Regions from separate parts of the Mus musculus genome. Here region 1 is linked to region 2. Evidence: chromatin contacts called from public Hi-C data. All regions are on one chromosome and are shown on one strand. The core of a region is the stretch at or near the end of the contact, and the rest is flanking DNA. Distances in the headings are between cores, read along the strand shown. Region 1 overlaps Caln1 (calneuron 1). Region 2 has its middle 17 kb from the start of A330070K13Rik.

The links. A called contact is a pair of places that touch in the nucleus more often than the background predicts.
Region 1: a contact with region 2 is called in a Hi-C map of cerebellum, with 2.5 times the contacts expected there. The contact joins two enhancer-like sites. A contact is called at or near these places in 4 of 484 Hi-C or Micro-C datasets (brain, cerebellar granule neurons and cerebellum).

The regions. Positions count from the first base shown.
Region 1 is chr5:130,699,109-130,703,601 of GRCm38.p6, forward strand. The region is part of intron 4 of Caln1 (calneuron 1); the gene reads left to right. Among named protein-coding and RNA genes, the nearest start is that of Gm40337, 150 kb to the right of the region's middle. Within about 2 kb of position 2,438, at least 3 of the 459 cell types and tissues checked have an H3K27ac peak or open chromatin away from gene starts, as enhancers often do. A contact at or near this core is called in cerebellar granule neurons and cerebellum, where this site is marked.
Region 2 is chr5:130,399,323-130,403,573 of GRCm38.p6, forward strand. It overlaps a transcript of Caln1 not described here. Among named protein-coding and RNA genes, the nearest start is that of A330070K13Rik, 17 kb to the left of the region's middle. Within about 2 kb of position 1,434, at least 3 of the 459 cell types and tissues checked have an H3K27ac peak or open chromatin away from gene starts, as enhancers often do. A contact at or near this core is called in cerebellar granule neurons and cerebellum, where this site is marked.

The sequences.
Region 1 (4,493 bases), core at 1,188-3,687, 300 kb after region 2:
ACTCTTCCAAATAACCTAGCCATCCCAATCCTGGGTCACACACCCTAAGGAAACAAAGTCAACAAACCAAAGCTACCCATGCTATCACAACACCATTCACAATAGCTGTGGCCCTGCAGAAAGCTGTTTCAATGATGGTTCCCATGTGGTTTGTAAGTGGTGACTATCAAAGCTCTTTTTCTTCTCTGACCAGGGTAATATTTGCTTCCCAACAGCAGCCATCTTTATTTTAAAAGTGCAGTGCTCGTTTTTTTCTTTAAATTTTATTTTTCTAATCCATGTTGCCCCTCCACCATGGGATTTCTATCAAAGTCCGCAGGTTGGCTATTTGGTATAAGTTCTCAATTTCTCTGGGGCTATGTTTTCCTCTTGTGGTTTAAAGCGTGTGCTTGGTTTCTTTCTAGATCCTTCCCAGGAATGTGACCACTAGCAGAAACTTCCACAGTTTGACCCGTGGTCTCTCTTATCTTGGGTTTACTGTTGGCATTCATGTATCTATATTTCTGTGGGTATTCTTCTGGGAAATTAGCACAGATGTCTAGCTTGAGTCTAAGCCAGTGCTCATATTTAGTTGATGGCTATTTGGAAATTTCCCAGTGTGAGTCTGTGTAGAATAATAGAAACAAATAAAAAGTACTGGGCTTTTAAGACAAATGGTGATACCCATGGCGCTTGCGCTCTCTCTCTGTCTCTCTGTCTCTCTCTGTATGTGTGTGTGTGTGTGTGTGTGTGAGAGAGAGAGGCAGAGAAAGAGACAGACAGACAGACAGACAGATAGACAGACACACACACACACACAGAGATGCACTCTGTGCATGCATGCCCACGGAGGCTAAAAGACAACCCTCTATCATTTTTCAGACACCTTTCACCTTGTCTTACAAGACATTGACTCTCACTGGCCTGAAACTTGTCACATAAGCTGGGGTAGCCATTCCTTGAGCCCCAAGCATCCAAGGCTAGCTTTTCCTTGAGCCCCAAGCATCCAAGGCTAGCCTTTCCTTGAGCCCCAAGCATCCAAGGCTAGCCACTCCCTGTGCATCCTCCTGTCTCTCCCTTTCCAGCATTCAGATTACAAGGAGGTGCCACCACATCCAGCTTCTTCTTTTTTTTTTCACATCGGGCTGGGGGTTGAACATAGGTCCCCTCGTTTATAAGGAAAGCACTTTACTGGGTGTGTGTTTCAGTTTATTTTTCCATTACTCTGGGAAAATACCCTAACAAAGTAAGTTAATAGAAAAAGGACTTATTTTAGTTAACAGTTCACGGTGGGGAAATTGAGGTCTTGGGAGCTTGAAGGAGCTGGTTCTATTGCTGTGCCCATCTGAGCTTGAGATTACTTAGTTCTGATAGGAATGTCCATGGGAAAATGCTGTTCAGCACACGGAATGATGTACACAATGTGTGGCGCACTGGCAGCCACATTGTACCATGCCTCTCACTCGAGTTTCTGATGTTCTGTGTACAGTGAAGCACTGAACTTCTGGTCAGTTAGCAAGGATGATCTAGACCGGAGACCTATATATGGGTCATGTTTTCAGAGCAAGGGATTTGCTTCCTATTAGGATTTTGATCAAGGTCTTTGGATGTTCAACATGTCTTCTCTAAGATTCCTTTGACGTGTTTGTTCTACTGGTGGGACCTACCCACTAAACACTTCCTATATTACTTTGTCTTGAAGTCACCATGTGGCCCAGGATGGCCTTGAACTCACAATGTAGCCCAAGCTGGGCTGGAACTCACCATCCTCCTATTTCTACCTCCTGAGTGTGGGAGCACAGGAATTTACTACCAGTTCTGGCTTATTGATATTCCTTATTGACGGACATTCTTGTGGTTAGACTCGTACTCAGGAGCCAGTGGCTGCTTCTGCATCCCAAATCGCTCTCTTTCAAGCTGTGTGATCATATTCAGATTCTGTTGCTTATTTTTCTCAACAGTAGAATGTAGGACATTGGTCCAGGGAGACAACTTAGTTGGTAAAGTTCTTAAAGACTTGAGTTCACTTCCCAGAACACACACACACACACACACACACACACATATATATGAATGAATTGTACACTGGGCATCACATGGTTTTGCTAAGGAGCTTCTTGTGCCAGTGTGAGGACCTGAGTTCAATCCCCAGTATCCTGACAAGAAGCAGGGTATAACTACAAACACCTATCATCCCAGTGCAAGCTGAAGAAGCAAAGAGAAGAGGTTCCTTAGGACTCGCCAGTCCATCAGTGTAGCCATTCAGTGATCTAGTTTTAGTGAAAGACCCTACCCAAAGAATAAGGTGGAATAATAACACCACTGGACACAGATTTCTGGGCTCCACACACAGGCATGTATAAGTATTTATGCATACATGAACAATACACATAGGGAAGAAGAAGGATAGGGAGAGGGAGAGACAAGGAGGGAGGAGGAGGGAGAGAGGGAGAGTGGGGGGGGGGAGGAAAGGGAGCCGGAGCAAGAGCTGTGTATGACAGTGCACTTGTAATCCCTGTGCTGGGAGGTAGAGACAGGAGCTTCTCTGGGACCACTGGAAAGCCAGCCTAGATGACCAGGCCAGTTCAGAGACTCTATCTCAGAAAAAGATGGTGAAACACCCCAATAATAATAATAATAATAATAATAATAATAATAATAAATAATAAGCAGGCGATGAAATGGCTTCCCTGTGGGATCACTGAGACTGTGTATAGATCTTAGAGTATTTCCTGATTCTCTGTGTCCGGTGCAGTAGCAACCAGAATGGCCACAGCGACTGAAGGAGCTGTTGTCATCACTGTCAGCGTCACTGCTGTGAGCCCTCCTGCTGTACAGCTTATGCTGTCATCTGTCATCTCAGCAGGTCACCCTGGGTTCTGCTCACCTGCCCCAGCTTCCAGCCATCATGGATACTGACTCTGCCTGCTCCCCCTCCCTCTCCCGTGCCCCCTGCCCCCTGTGCCAACTGGATCCCCGGAGTGACACCTGCTCCCTTCCCCATCTGTCATGCCCTCATGGTCACCTTCTCATACCCTAGTACGCCTGTCCAACCTTGTAAAAGATGAAGGATGGGGACCACAGACTCTCTGTCCTTGGAGACATAGAAAAAAAAAAAAAACAGACAAGCCGACATTCAGGAAGATTTAGACATTTATCTGCCCCAAGGCAAGAAATGAAACGAGAGGCTCCTTCAAGGTCACTGTCTGCTTAGAAGTCTTGCAAAGATTCTACACCTCCCTCTGGATTGCAAAACCCCTTTATGATCTGTCTTGAGAGCAACAGCTCCAGCAATACTCTGAGAACATGACCCCACAAGCTTCAACACAAGTTACCACTCCATCTCATCTTTTCTTTCTCAAATCTCTCCCTTCTCCTGATTATATCCCTCTACATCCAACTGCCCCACTCTATCCTTGGCCTCAGGAGGCAAGCAGCTTGCCAGGCCCACCCTAGGGAACCTTCTTCCAAATCCTCAGTGTCCTGCAGAGCTTATGTAACCATATATGGGCTGCTGTCCTGAAACCAGTAATCTCTTATGCAAAAAAGATGTCGAGCAAGTACAATTTATGACGTCATCAAGGCCCAGCTTTATCCTTGTCCTCCCGTTACCCCCCAAAACTGTGTCCTGTCAGGATTAAGTCACTCTGTCCTAGATGAAAGACACCGGCATATTGGGGCTTCAGAGATGGCTCAGCATTTAAGAGTGCTTGACCCAGTAGCAGAGGACCTGAGTTCAGCTCTCAGCTCTAGGGAGTCCCACACCCTCTTCTGACCTCCCAGGACATCCACACACACCTGGCGTTTACTCACACAGATAGACACATGAACACATTAGTGAAATAAACGAGAAGGCTGACAAACCCCAGCCGTTTTTTTCTCGTCATCCAGTAGACTTGGAAGATTGAAAACCTTTCTCTTAAAACATTTTAATTCTCTCAGTGTGTGCCTCTGTGTTCACACGTGCACACAGGAGAGGGTTCGCTTACACAGTTGAGTGAGTGCTGGTGTCCAGAAAGGCCTGCAGAAGGCATCAAATCCCCTGAAACTGGAGTTACAGGAGTTGTGGGGCACACGACCTGGGTGCTGGGAACAGATTCAGTGCCCTCTGGTATAAAGCCATCCTCCAGTAAAAAGAAGGGGCTAGGCACATGAGACTGCTGGAAGTCAGTCCTGGTATGGAAAAAAAATAAGGTTTTATTTATATTAACAGTGTTGATCTAGATTATTCTAGATACTACAAGAGTACAATCATGTCTGTTTGTCTATCCATGGGGAATTGGACCCAAGACTCTTGTGGATACTAAAATCCCCAGACATGCCCCTTCTATAGAGTATAGTATTTGTGCAGAGCTTCTGAACATTGCCAGTGTGTTTAGAATCATCTCCAAGAGACATATATGACCTTGGGCAAGGTAAATAGTTTATACTGTATTGTTTACAAAATCAGGAGGAGAAAATAAGTTATACACATTGAGTACAGGTCAAATTTTGCTTTTCTTTTTGAGACAGGG
Region 2 (4,251 bases), core at 184-2,683:
TGAATTGGGAGGCATAATTAAATGAATATGGAAATAAATGGAGAAAGACAATAAGCAATGAGAAAACTAGACCTGGAAAGCAAGGAGGGGCCAGGAATGGCGTTGGTTGGAGGTGGACTTTGGGGTAACTTGGAGGGTTCTCTTCCTGCCAGTGTGGAGGGAGGGAGGCTCCTGCAGCAGACTCAAAGGCAGGAAGTAAAATCCCAGACTCAGGAGCACCGCACAGCGTGGTTCTCACCGCTGAGAGAATCAGAGAGGGTTCAATCTGAGGCAAACGTGCGTGACTGTGGCTTGTGGATTCTCATTGCCTCGAATAACATGTCCCACTGTGAAATGAGCGCATGGGTTTCCGTCATCGTAGGGCAAAAGAAAGCTGTAAACGAAGGCATTTTCCAAAGACATTTGTGGGGTCATCAGTTAGGCAGGTGACAGCAAAGTGAGAAGCCTGCCGAAACTGCAAATCTTATTTGATGACCTTCTTTTAAAAATGGTTTAGTATTATTATTACTATTATTATATATGTGTATTCACATGTATGTTCATCTGTGTGTATGAGTCGTGGCACACGTGTGCAGGTCAGAGGCCACCGCCATGGGGTCTCACAGCTGCCTCTGTAGCATTTGTCAAGATACAGAGATGCGTCAGCCAGGCCTTCATTGTTGGGACACCTTTAAAGGGGTAACTTACTGTGGTTCATGGCTTCAGAGCATCCAATCTATGGTCACTTGGCCTCATTCTTTTGGAGCCTGTGGCAAATATTGGGATAGGAAGGGGTTAGTGGAGTGATCTGTTCCCCTTATGATGCCTGGGTGTGGGATGGAGGAAGAAGGAAAAAGGGGGGGCCTGTGTGGGGAATGCTTAATGTCCAGTGCACAGCTGAAGCATGGTTAGGAAGAGGGTGATCCCCAAACAGCCTCTGTAGGTCTGAGTTAATCCTTTGTGGGTACGCAGGTGTTTACATGTGCGGAAGTGTGCATGTGTTCACACTTATTCGTACATGTGCATGTATGAGGAAGCCAGAGGCGGTGCATGTATTTAATCCCAGCATCTGGGAAGCAGAGGTAGGTAGATCTCCGTGAGTTCTCAACCTGCATGGCCTACATAGAGAGTCTGAGGCCAGCCAGGGCCACATAGTGAAACCCTGTCTCCGAAAACATTTTAAAAGTTAAAAATATTAAGTAAAAGAATTAAGACATTACTTGAAAAAAGGGGTCCCTGCTACTACTGCTAATAGATTTTCAAGTTATTGTTCACACTGAGGGACTTAACTCTATGGGTAGCTGTTCTCATAGTAGTGGGGTGCCAAGCAATGGATTCTGAGGTAATTCTTCTTGACAGGATTTGGAGGGCAGTCGCCCAGGGCTGCTGGTTGGGTACAATCCCATATGTTTTAACAGTTGGTAGAGCAGGAGGGGGTCCTGGAGTTGGGTTATGCAAACTGAAGAGGTGACCAGAACAACTTCTGGAACAGAATGCTCTTTGGGGGGGCAGCCAGCACCAGACTACCTCATGAAGGCTGGCATCCCATGTGATTTGCCGGACAGTGTCCATTTTGATTGGTGGTGGCCTCTGTTCTACAGGTTGTTGACTGTAGCAGGCTGAGAAATTTCTCTAGAAGACGTGGATCCCTTGGGTTAGAGGATGTCGCTTAGTTCATAGGTCACCTGCCTAATATGACAAAGCCCTGGGTTTGTGTCCCAGAACCACGTTCACCAGGTGTGGTGTGGCATGCCTGAAATCCCAAGTATTCAGGAGTTTGGGGTAGGTGGATCAGGAAATCAAGGCATTCCTTGGCTACATAGGAAGTTCAAGACCAGCCTGGGCTATATGAGACCTTGTTTCAAAACAAAACAAAACAAAACAGATTTAGAATCCAATTTCTAAAAAAATTAAATAAAAATTTACATTTATTTATTTGTTTCTTTTTGTACACACACACACACACACACACACACACACACACACCATTACATGTGTGTGGAAGTCAGAAGACAACTTGGGGTAGCCTGTTCTCTCTTTCCACCATGTGGGCAGCAGGGATCTAAGTCAGACTAGTGCCAAGTAGCTTTACTGGCTGATCCATCTAACCAGTCCAAATATTCCGTCTGCCCTCCCTCCCTCCCTCCCTCCCTCCCTCCCTCCCTCCCTCCCTCCCTCCCTCCCTCCTTCCTCTCTTCCTCCCTCCCTCCCTCCTTACTTCCCTCCCTCCCTTTCTTCATTCCTTCCTTCCCTGTACAGACAGCAGTTTTGCTTTGATCCCTGGGCTGTGCACGAATGCTATGCTGTGGAGATGCTGGGTTCTGCAGGGACTATCGGCAGAGTCTTGATTCATGCTCTGGGTTTCCTTGACTGGGCAGTTTACCTGGCTGGGTGGACCATTCCCTTGGGCCTCAATACGCTGTTTAGAACTTGTCCCATTTGTGTACTTTATGGGCAAACTCTGCCCCTCTAAGAAAACGTGTGCTCATCTTCTGCAACTCTCTCCTTTTCTTCCCAGCACCACCAGGGTCAGAGCTGGGACTCTGTCAGCTCTAAAGAGTTAGGCTCACCTCCGGACCTCAGCAGGTCAATTAAAAAAACAACCATAGTGAAAATCAGAGAAAGGAGAAGAGGAACAGAGAGGTCCAGGACATTCTCTCCCACCCCTGCAAGTCATCTTTGGGGTCCCGACATGAGATTTCAGTTTAAAGAACAAGATGATGGTTAAGTGCACCCTTTCAGAGGACCCGAGTTTGGTTCCCAGTACCCACTTCAGGTAGCTCACCATCACCTGTAATTCCAGCTCCAGAGGATACAGCACCCTCTTCTGGCCTCCTCTGGCACCTGCAGCATTCACATGTGCACATAACCACACACAGACACACTTTCATATACATAACTAAAACTAAAAATAAATTCTGAGAGAGATTGCACACATGCACAAGAAATTTGTATAGCTAAGCATATTGTGGTCAAGGTGTGGTCCTGCCCATCACTGACCCCTCCATGTCTCAGCTCTAGTTTCTCATGCAAGGTGGTCCGACAGGTGGGAGAATTCTGTGAAGTCTCCTTCTTAGAGATGCGTTACCCATTCAGGCAGGCTCCAGTCTTCAGATTTTTCCTTCTTACACAGTGAGACTCTAGGAGAACTTGACAATTGCGGTGTGTGTGTGTGTGTGTGTGTGTGTATTGCCTTAATAATCTGATAGCTAAAATGAGTGACATATGCCTCAGGAATACTTTTTATTCCTGGGGCTGAGGAGATGGCTCAGTGGATAAAATACTTGCATGAAGACTAGAGTTAAGATCCTGAGAATTGCCGGGCAGTGGTGGTGCATGCCTTTAATCCCAGCACTTGGGAGGCAGAGGCAGAGGCAGGTGGATCTCTGAGTTCCAGGCCAGCTTGGTCTACAGAGTGAGTTCCAGGACAGCCAGGACAGAGAAACCCTGTCTTGAAAAGCAAAAACAAAAACAAAAAACCCAAAACAAGAACAACCACAAAAGATCCTGAGAATCTACATAAATGCCAGGCAGCTGACCCCCCATCCCCATTTCTCCAGCACTTGGAAGGCAGAGATAGGGCATTCCCCAGAGCGAGCTGGCTAGCTAGACTGGTATAATCTGTCAGTTATAGGTTTCTTATGGGTCTGGGGTCATTCAGGGATTCACCAATCTGACCATGAGTAAATTTTAATGAATAAGAGGCTTTATGAAATACTGGCCAAGAGTGCACCCAAGACTCATGCTCAGAGTATGGCTCCGAATTACATTAGTCAGGGGCTACAGAGTTCACAAGGCTACTTACTTCCTGCCTTTGAGCAATTAGCGGCAAGGATAATCCTGACACACTTCATGCCTATGTGTAAGCAAGCACACGTCCTGTGCACTTGGGACAACCAAGCTTGTTTACAGAACAAACATATGGTTTGTTATCTTTCATGAACAATGGCTCCCAGCATTCCAGGAAGTTATCTGTCCTTGGACATGAAAAACCCACAGCATGATGACTCCCCCACGTTCTGACTCAGGAGAGGCGACACCCCAAATCACTCACGAGAAATGGTCTTGATGCAAACTGCAAGAGGTTTATTCAGGAAAGACCAGTGCACTGGGGACGATTCATAGCCCACGCAGGGGTAGAGGAGTCCATGACGAGCTCAAGGGGTAAGGGGTTTATAAAGACACAAAAACCACAAACACCTGGCAAAAACACGCAAACACCTGGCATCCTGGAACAATGGGGCTATTTTAGACACAGGTCTAGGGGCTTAA